Linked DNA regions of Ovis aries: region 1 is linked to region 2. Evidence: chromatin contacts called from public Hi-C data. All regions are on one chromosome and are shown on one strand. Each heading gives the region's core, a stretch centred on a gene start, on an enhancer-like site or on the middle of the called end of the contact. The rest is flanking DNA. Distances are from core to core; before and after follow the strand shown. Region 1 has its middle 71 kb from the start of TRNAC-ACA. Region 2 holds the start of DRD1 (dopamine receptor D1).

Region 1 (3,514 bases), core at 518-3,017, 560 kb after region 2:
TTAACAGAGAGAAAATTTAGGGGACATGTAGTGTAACCCAGGTGGCTCAGTGGTCAAGGATCAGCCTGCCAATATGGGACACAGGAGACGTGGGTTCAATCCCTGGATCGGGAGGATCCCCTGCAGGAGGGCATGGCAACCCGCTCCAGTATTCTTGCCTGGAGAACCCCATGGACAGAGGAGCCTGGCAGGCCACGGTCCATAGGATTGCGAAGAGTTGGACACAGCTGAGCCACTGAACACACGCGCACACACACACACATATTATAAGGTATATGCTGGCCTTAAGCATCTCACCATTTAGTCATTTGCTTCAGATCTTTTTACTATTTATGTAAAGAAAGAAAAACTTGTGGATACAATTAAATCATCTTGTATATCCCTTCTTGATCTCATGTCTTCTGTCCTTCCCCAGGGAGAACCACCATCCAGAAACTGCTGGGAATCATTCCAGGAACGATGCTGTACTTTTACTATATACAGCATGTAGCTATAAACAATACACTATATTTCTGTCATGTTTTTAAACTTCAAATAAATAATATCATGCTAATATCATCTCATACCACTTGCTTTTTATGTTTTAGGTAGCCCTGCTTGAATCATTTTTGAAGTGCTATATAGAGTTCATTACTTTTGATTCATAGCACTACGGTAACACCCTTGGGGAAAAAAGAGGATTACACATTTTCTCTTTCCAAGGTTTCTCACTCCCTACAGGACAAAGTCCAAGTTCAGTCAGGTACTCAAGAATCTCCATGATCCAGCTTGTTTCCTCTCCCGACCAACCAGCTGCAAGCTATTTCCCAAGCATATCACAAACTGAGAATCTTTACACCCCAGTTTACTCCTATTGATCCCTCAAAACCCGCTTTGCCGGGGAGCCATTCCCTTTAGACTAAGTGAGGCAGCATTCCATTGGCTTCTCATAGGACTTTCCACGAATCTTGATTAGATTCTTAAGTCATAGCACTGTCATCTCTCTGTTCATTCCTCCCACACACACACAGCTCAGAGTTTCTTAACTACAGTTTATTAAACTATGTATCAGCTACGTATCACTGACATTGAACATAGCCCTGGATACATTAGAGCAGGTGCCCAAAAAAAACAATGGTTGAACTGAAGAAAATTACTGTGCATACCATTTGGAGAGATAGAGTGGATTCTACCAGCGTCAAGGGAAAATGAGTCCTCTTTAACGTGCTCACAGTGAGCATTTCCTGACTTTCTTCTTCCTCAGTGGCACAAATTACCCCTTGGTCTGAGTCTCTTTCTTGCCCTACTTCCAAACAGCTCCAAGGAGGTCCCTTTATCTTGTGAACCAGATACTGTATGTGACCAAGAGCCTGATCTCAGCTCATTGTTAAAGGCAAGTCCCACCCACACTGGGGGAAGAAGAATTTTCTAAAAGGGTAAGTTCCTTGGAGCATAGATACTCAAACTTGGTTCTACATTGGAGGGTACCTGGAGAACTTTAAAAGACTCTGATGCCTGGTTCTCACTCCCAGAGATCTGATGTTGCTGGATGGGCCCCTTGGGCCCTGGGGTCTTTTCCAGACTCCCCAGGTGCTTCTTACAAGCAGTGGAGTTTACAGAGCTTTCCAGCCCCTATGCCAGAGTGAAACTGAGCAGGTTGCAGACATGCCAAGATATTCATCCTTCCATCCCCAGTGAGGCTGGGTGTAGCTGGAGGAGCTGGAGGACCGCCCCCTTCCTTCCCCTGCTCCAGTTGCCAACCGCAGGAAGTCTGTTCTGATTAACTCACTGCAGTGAACAAATACCACGATTGCTTCATTGCTGCATTTGGAAAGAATCAGGATGCCTAGCTCTACAGAACAGGACAAGCCAAAGCAGCCTAGAGTTTCGTAAGCAGCATGAGGCTCGGTTTCAGTTGCAGCCTCTTCCTGGCCACGTTCCCTTGTCTGCGGAACATACGCATTCCCCTAGAGACTGGGCTCTGGTTTCTCATCATGTCACTGAATCAGTCTCACGACAACCTAAGAGGTCAACCTGGTGACTCCATCTTACACATGAGAAGGCTAGGGCTATGCAGAAGGGCTCAGCAAAGATCTGATACATGGCAGGGACCAAGGTCCTCATTAAATCTAGAATTGTCTTCTCTGTGCTTCCAGGAGGAAAGCAAAGGTAAAAAGAGCTGAGGTGACTGAGGGCCAGGGATGCAGAAAGGCCTGGGTGACACTCGTGAAGTGAGAGATTTCAGGGCTGGAGATCCTTTGAAGCACAAGTGTTCACATCACCAGTTCAAATCATGGGTGTGACTCCCAGAAGCTCCCAGCAAAAGTGATGGTACCTTTGTGTGCCTGTTGCCTCACCTGTAAAGAGGGGAGGGTCACATGAGATAAAAAGGTAGAAGGCAGACAGCACAGGGTATCAGGCTGAGATTTTACTTCCAGACTTGCCTCTTCCCAGCTATGGGATCTTTGATGAGAAAATGTAATCTGTCTGAACTTCAGTTTCCTCATTTGGAAAATGGGTATAACAACACCCACTTTTCAGGGACACAGGAGGTTGGAAGTATCCCTCCTGTAAAGTGTTGACTGTGATTTCTAGGATACAGTGGTCACTCTTATGATGAGTACTCAGTGGAAGGACTGAGGCTGAAGCTGAAGCTCCAGTTCTTTGGACCTGATGCAAAGAGCCAACTCACGGAAAAAGACCCTGATGCTGGGAAAGATTGAAGGTGGGAGGAGAAGGGGATGACAGAGGATGAGATGGTTGGATGGCATCACTGACTCAAGGGGCATGAGTTTGAGCAAGCTCCAGGAGATGGTGAAGGACACGGAAGCCTGGTGTGCTGCAGTCCACGGGGTCACAAACAGTGGGACCCAACTTGGCAACTGAACAACAATTATGATGATCATGGACCCAAGTGGAGCAAATCAGTTCCTCCTATTTGCCAAGATTGCCCCTCCTTAGTAGCTCTCCAAGTCCTACACAGGAGACCCATGAGCCAAGGTAGGCCCCTGTAGGTGTCACTGTGGGGAAAATCCTGGGTTTTAGGAAGGCCAAAGCCTTGAGCAAGTCCCTCCCAGTGCTGAGCCTCAGTCTTCCCATCTGTAAAATGACCAGAATGGACCCATGGGTCAGGGCTCTTCTGGTTGAATGATTCAGTAGTCAGAGGCACCACCATGGTCTGGGTTGGACAAACTGGATCCCCAGACCCAGGATGGGTTCCATGGTCATCATCATAACACCCGCTGAATGAAAAGCTCCACAGAAATAGCTTCTGCAGCTTGAACTTGCTTCTTCAAGGTGGGTGCTACTATCCCCACATGGCACTTCATAGAGATGAAATTTTCTTGCCAAAGAGCACATGCCTAGGCAGGGCAACTCTGGAAATGAAACCCGAGTCTGTTGAAGGCGATGCTTGATCTCACCAAAGTATCCTGGCCGTGTTCAGCCTTGCATCCACTCTTTGACAACAGAGAGGCATCGTGTAACTTTTCCTCCTCACCTACTGCTCTCTTCATGATCCTTCCTATCTAGCTGC
Region 2 (3,903 bases), core at 940-3,439:
GGGTGAGGATGGGGGGACAGTAAGGGTGAGGACGGGAGAACAGCTGGGGATGGGAGCGAAGGAGGGTCTGCTGTCTGTAACACGGTTCTTTTGTTGAAAACCAAGGTGCAGCTTGTACTGGCTAATTGGATGGAATTATTATTTAGAGTCAGGGTTTTTACCAAGAAAATTGTGGCTTTCAATGTGGTGCGAGGTTCTCAAGGAAATAAGACTATAGGTTTTCTAATGAGCCCCCAGGGGTTCCTACAAGGAAAAGGGGACTGACTGGGTCCTAGGCTCCCTGCCAAGCCCTCAACAAATATCATCTCCTTGAATACTTAGAACAAACCTGTTATGCCGTCACTGTTTTATGGAGGAAGAAAGCAAGCTTGGAGAGGGGAGAGGGCACATGTGACCAGCGGTGGCAAGGTAGGGACTGGAAGCCAGGCAGTCTGACATGGAAACTACTCACTTATCTTCCCTACTCTTAGGAAGGCACAGCAAGGCACTGTGATGTCGCCATTTACATAAAAGTAATTTCTACCTTTTAGTTGTGAAGTCTGTTTCCTGAGATTTTGCCCAGGACAGCAGGGGAGGGGCTCAGAGGCAGTCATCTCCAGGCTCCCTTGCTTCCATCCTGCTGCTGCTGCTGCTGCTAAGTCACCTCAGTCGTGTCTGACACTGTGCGACCCCAGAGATGGCAGCCCACTAGGCTCCCCCGTCCCTGGGATTCTCCAGGCAAGAACACTGGAGTGGGTTGCCATTTCCTTCTCCAATGCATGAAAGTGAAAAGTAAAAGTGAAGTTGCTCAGTCGTGCCCGACTCTTAGCGACCCCATGGACTGCAGCCTACCAGGCTCCTCTGTCCATGGGATTTTCCAGGCAAGAGGACTGGAGTGGGGTGCCACTGCCTTCTCCGGCTTCATCCTGCCCTTTCCTTAAATAAGCTTTGTGGGTAATTATGTAGTTCGTGGACTCCCAGACTAGACTCAGAGTTCCCAGAAGGCAGTGATGTGTAGGTGAAAATAAGGCGCAGGTGGGAGTCAGGCAGCTGGCACACCCTCAGCAACCCTGTAACTTTGGGTACATTTTTGAACCTGATTTTCCACTTGGGAAGAATGGAGATGAGGAAGTTTATGAGGAGGGATTTTTCTAAGGGGTGGGCGACATATGGCGTGTGTCTGGGACCCAGAGTCTGTTCAGCAAATGCCAGATCTCTCTGGTTGACTCTTTGGGAGAAGAGCTTGCATCTTGCTTACCCTGTTGCTCTTGGTACATGCAGTGAGCGCTCTGGAAAATATTGTACATTGGCTCAGGGAATGAAGTGCCAGCAAAAGAAAACTGTCACCCTTGTCAGTTTTTAGGGATTTAAGCAGAGGACTCCACCCCCTTTCCCAGGTTCTGGCAGGCATGGTCGAGGGAGAGTGGGTCCAGGCGCGGTCCCACGCGGATGCTGGAGCCCACAGCGGCGAGGTTGGGGTCTGAGAGGGCGCAGTCGGGGCGCTGGAAGCCAAAACGGCCGGCAGAGGGCGCCCCGGGCCCGCTGAAAGCGTGGCGCTGGGCTCGCGGCGCTCGCCGGGCGCCGGGCACAGGCTGCAGTCCGGCGCTGACCACAGCCGTGGACGCGCGCGCTACCCAAGCCGGGCGCCAGGTGAGCGCCCTCGGGGCGCAGCCGAGCGCACCCGCCCAGGCGCGCTGCTGCGCGGAGCCCGCCCGGCGAGCGGTGAGTACAGGCGCTCGCGGGGCACGTTTCATCCCAGTTGAGGGGCCCTTGGAGGCAGCGCCTGCTGGGGCTGTTCTGGAGGTTGATGTGCGTGGAAGAGTGAGCCTGGCCTCAGCTTGCGTTTGGTCTTGAGAAGGGCGTGGGGTTGACCCCGAGCAGGCGCTGGATGGCGCGCGGAGCTTTGCTTCCTGGAGACTCGGGCTTGCTTGAGGTTTTCACCTTGGGGTCTTTTCTCGCGGGCCCCTGTCCGGGTGCCGTCCCGGGTTCCGGGGACCCGGGGTTTGGCGGGGTAACCCGGGACGGGCAAGCACTCAGGGGGGCTCCCCCCCACCCCTTTCGCCCGCGGCACCAGCCGGGCGACCCACGTGCGGCTGTCGCCTGCAACTCTTGCCTATCAAGCGAGGCCCGCCTCCGGGGCAGGGGAGGGGACGCGGGGGCGAGGTGGGCTGAGCCCCGAGGGAACCCGGACGGCCCGGGCGCCCTCCGGTACAAGCTCGGCTCTCTCTGCGTCGTGTGCCCACGGGCTCCCGGGAGGAAGCGGGCAGTTCTGCGGGAAGGCGCAGGGCTCATCCCCGAGGGGCCCGAGGCCGCTGGAGGGGTGCCCGAGCGCTCGGCTCCGGGAGGAAGGTAGCTGCCCAGGGGAGTAGTACTGGGGGTGGCCTCTCTCCGAGAGCCTGGAAGCCCTTTTCCGGGGTCTCGTCCGCTTTGAACCGCCTCCAGCCACTCGAGGCAGTGCAGGGCAACGCCAGCTTTCTGTGGACCTGGCCCGGGATCCTTTGCCCAAACCTGCTCCTGCGATTTTTGCGCGTCGGTCGCGGAACCCAAGCTGCGCGCGCAGGGCAGGACTCAGACGCGCCTCCTGGGTGCCCGGACGCTGCGTCGCCTCCGAAGACTGCTCTCCGAGCTCAGGAGCTCCCGGGGGGCTTAGAGAGAGAAAATCCCAAGGCAAGGTAGGTGGCTCAGAGGGAGCTGGATTGGGCTTGACAGTGAAGATGCGATCTGCTCCTGTCGGCAAACGACCTTTGCTTTCTCTTTGCTTTCTAGGGCTTTAGGGGAGCTGCTGCGGAGCCCGGGGCTTGGAGGAGCGGGGCATGTATTTTAAGCTGCGCCTCAGAGGGGAGACTTTGCTGGCACCACCAGAGAGGCCACAGACCCGGAATGTGACGACAATTGACTAGCTCGGTAGAGGCCTGAGAGTCTCTGGCTTGACAGCTTAGAATATGCTAAAAAAACAGGGCTTTCCAGGAGGCACTGAAGGGTCAACTTGTCCCGGCGACAGTGACCTGGAGCAAGGAAGACAGAAGACAGTTGTAGAGAGCAAGAGAGACCTTCCAAGGGGCTGACTCGGACTGCCAAGGGCAGGCTCCTGCCATTCGGCTGTTGCAGCCGTCTGGTGGAATGCTGGTGAGGTCCTCCACCCCGGAGAGCAAGTGGGGCTGGGCAAGGGACTGTGTGGCCCCTGAGGACTCCTGCAGGTCTGACCGATCCCCAATCGCTGCTTAGGAACTTGGGGGTGTCCGAGCCCCTCTCTGTGCTCGTCTTCAGGAAGATGAGGACTCTCAACACGTCTGCCATGGAAGGCACCGGGCTGGTGGCGGAGAGAGACTTCTCCTTCCGCATTCTCACAGCCTGTTTCCTGTCTCTGCTCATCCTGTCCACCCTCCTGGGGAACACGCTGGTCTGTGCCGCCGTGATCAGGTTCCGCCACCTGCGATCCAAGGTGACTAACTTCTTCGTCATCTCCTTGGCTGTATCGGATCTCTTGGTGGCCGTCTTGGTCATGCCCTGGAAAGCGGTGGCCGAGATCGCTGGCTTCTGGCCCTTCGGGTCCTTCTGTAACATCTGGGTGGCCTTTGACATCATGTGCTCCACCGCATCCATCCTCAATCTCTGTGTGATCAGTGTGGACAGGTATTGGGCCATCTCTAGCCCCTTCCGGTATGAGAGGAAGATGACCCCCAAGGCAGCCTTCATTCTGATCAGTGTGGCATGGACTTTGTCGGTTCTTATCTCCTTCATCCCCGTGCAGCTCAGCTGGCACAAGGCAAAACCCACAGGTCCCTCCGAGGGGAATGCCACTTCCCTGGGCAAGGCCATCAACAACTGTGACTCCAGCCTGAGCAGGACATATGCCATTTCATCCTCTCTAATAAGCTTTTACATCCCTGTGGCCATCATGATTGTCACCTACACCAGGATCTA

The links. Hi-C and Micro-C count contacts between places; a contact is called where the count stands out from the background.
Region 1: a Hi-C map of liver shows a contact between it and region 2, with 11 times the contacts expected there. The contact joins the enhancer-like site here to the promoter of DRD1 in region 2. A contact is called at or near these places in 12 of 16 Hi-C or Micro-C datasets (blood, hypothalamus, liver and 7 more).

Annotation. Positions count from the first base shown.
Region 1 is chr7:6,264,019-6,267,532 of ARS-UI_Ramb_v3.0, forward strand. No RefSeq gene overlaps it. Among named protein-coding and RNA genes, the nearest start is that of TRNAC-ACA, 71 kb to the right of the region's middle. Within about 2 kb of position 1,768, at least 4 of the 54 cell types and tissues checked have an H3K27ac peak or open chromatin away from gene starts, as enhancers often do. A contact at or near this core is called in liver and tail adipose tissue, where this site is marked.
Region 2 is chr7:5,706,450-5,710,352 of ARS-UI_Ramb_v3.0, forward strand. It overlaps DRD1 (dopamine receptor D1), which reads left to right and starts at 2,190. Exons shown (of 2, transcript XM_004010191.5): 1 at 2,190-2,651; 2 at 2,746-3,903. The coding sequence starts at 3,251.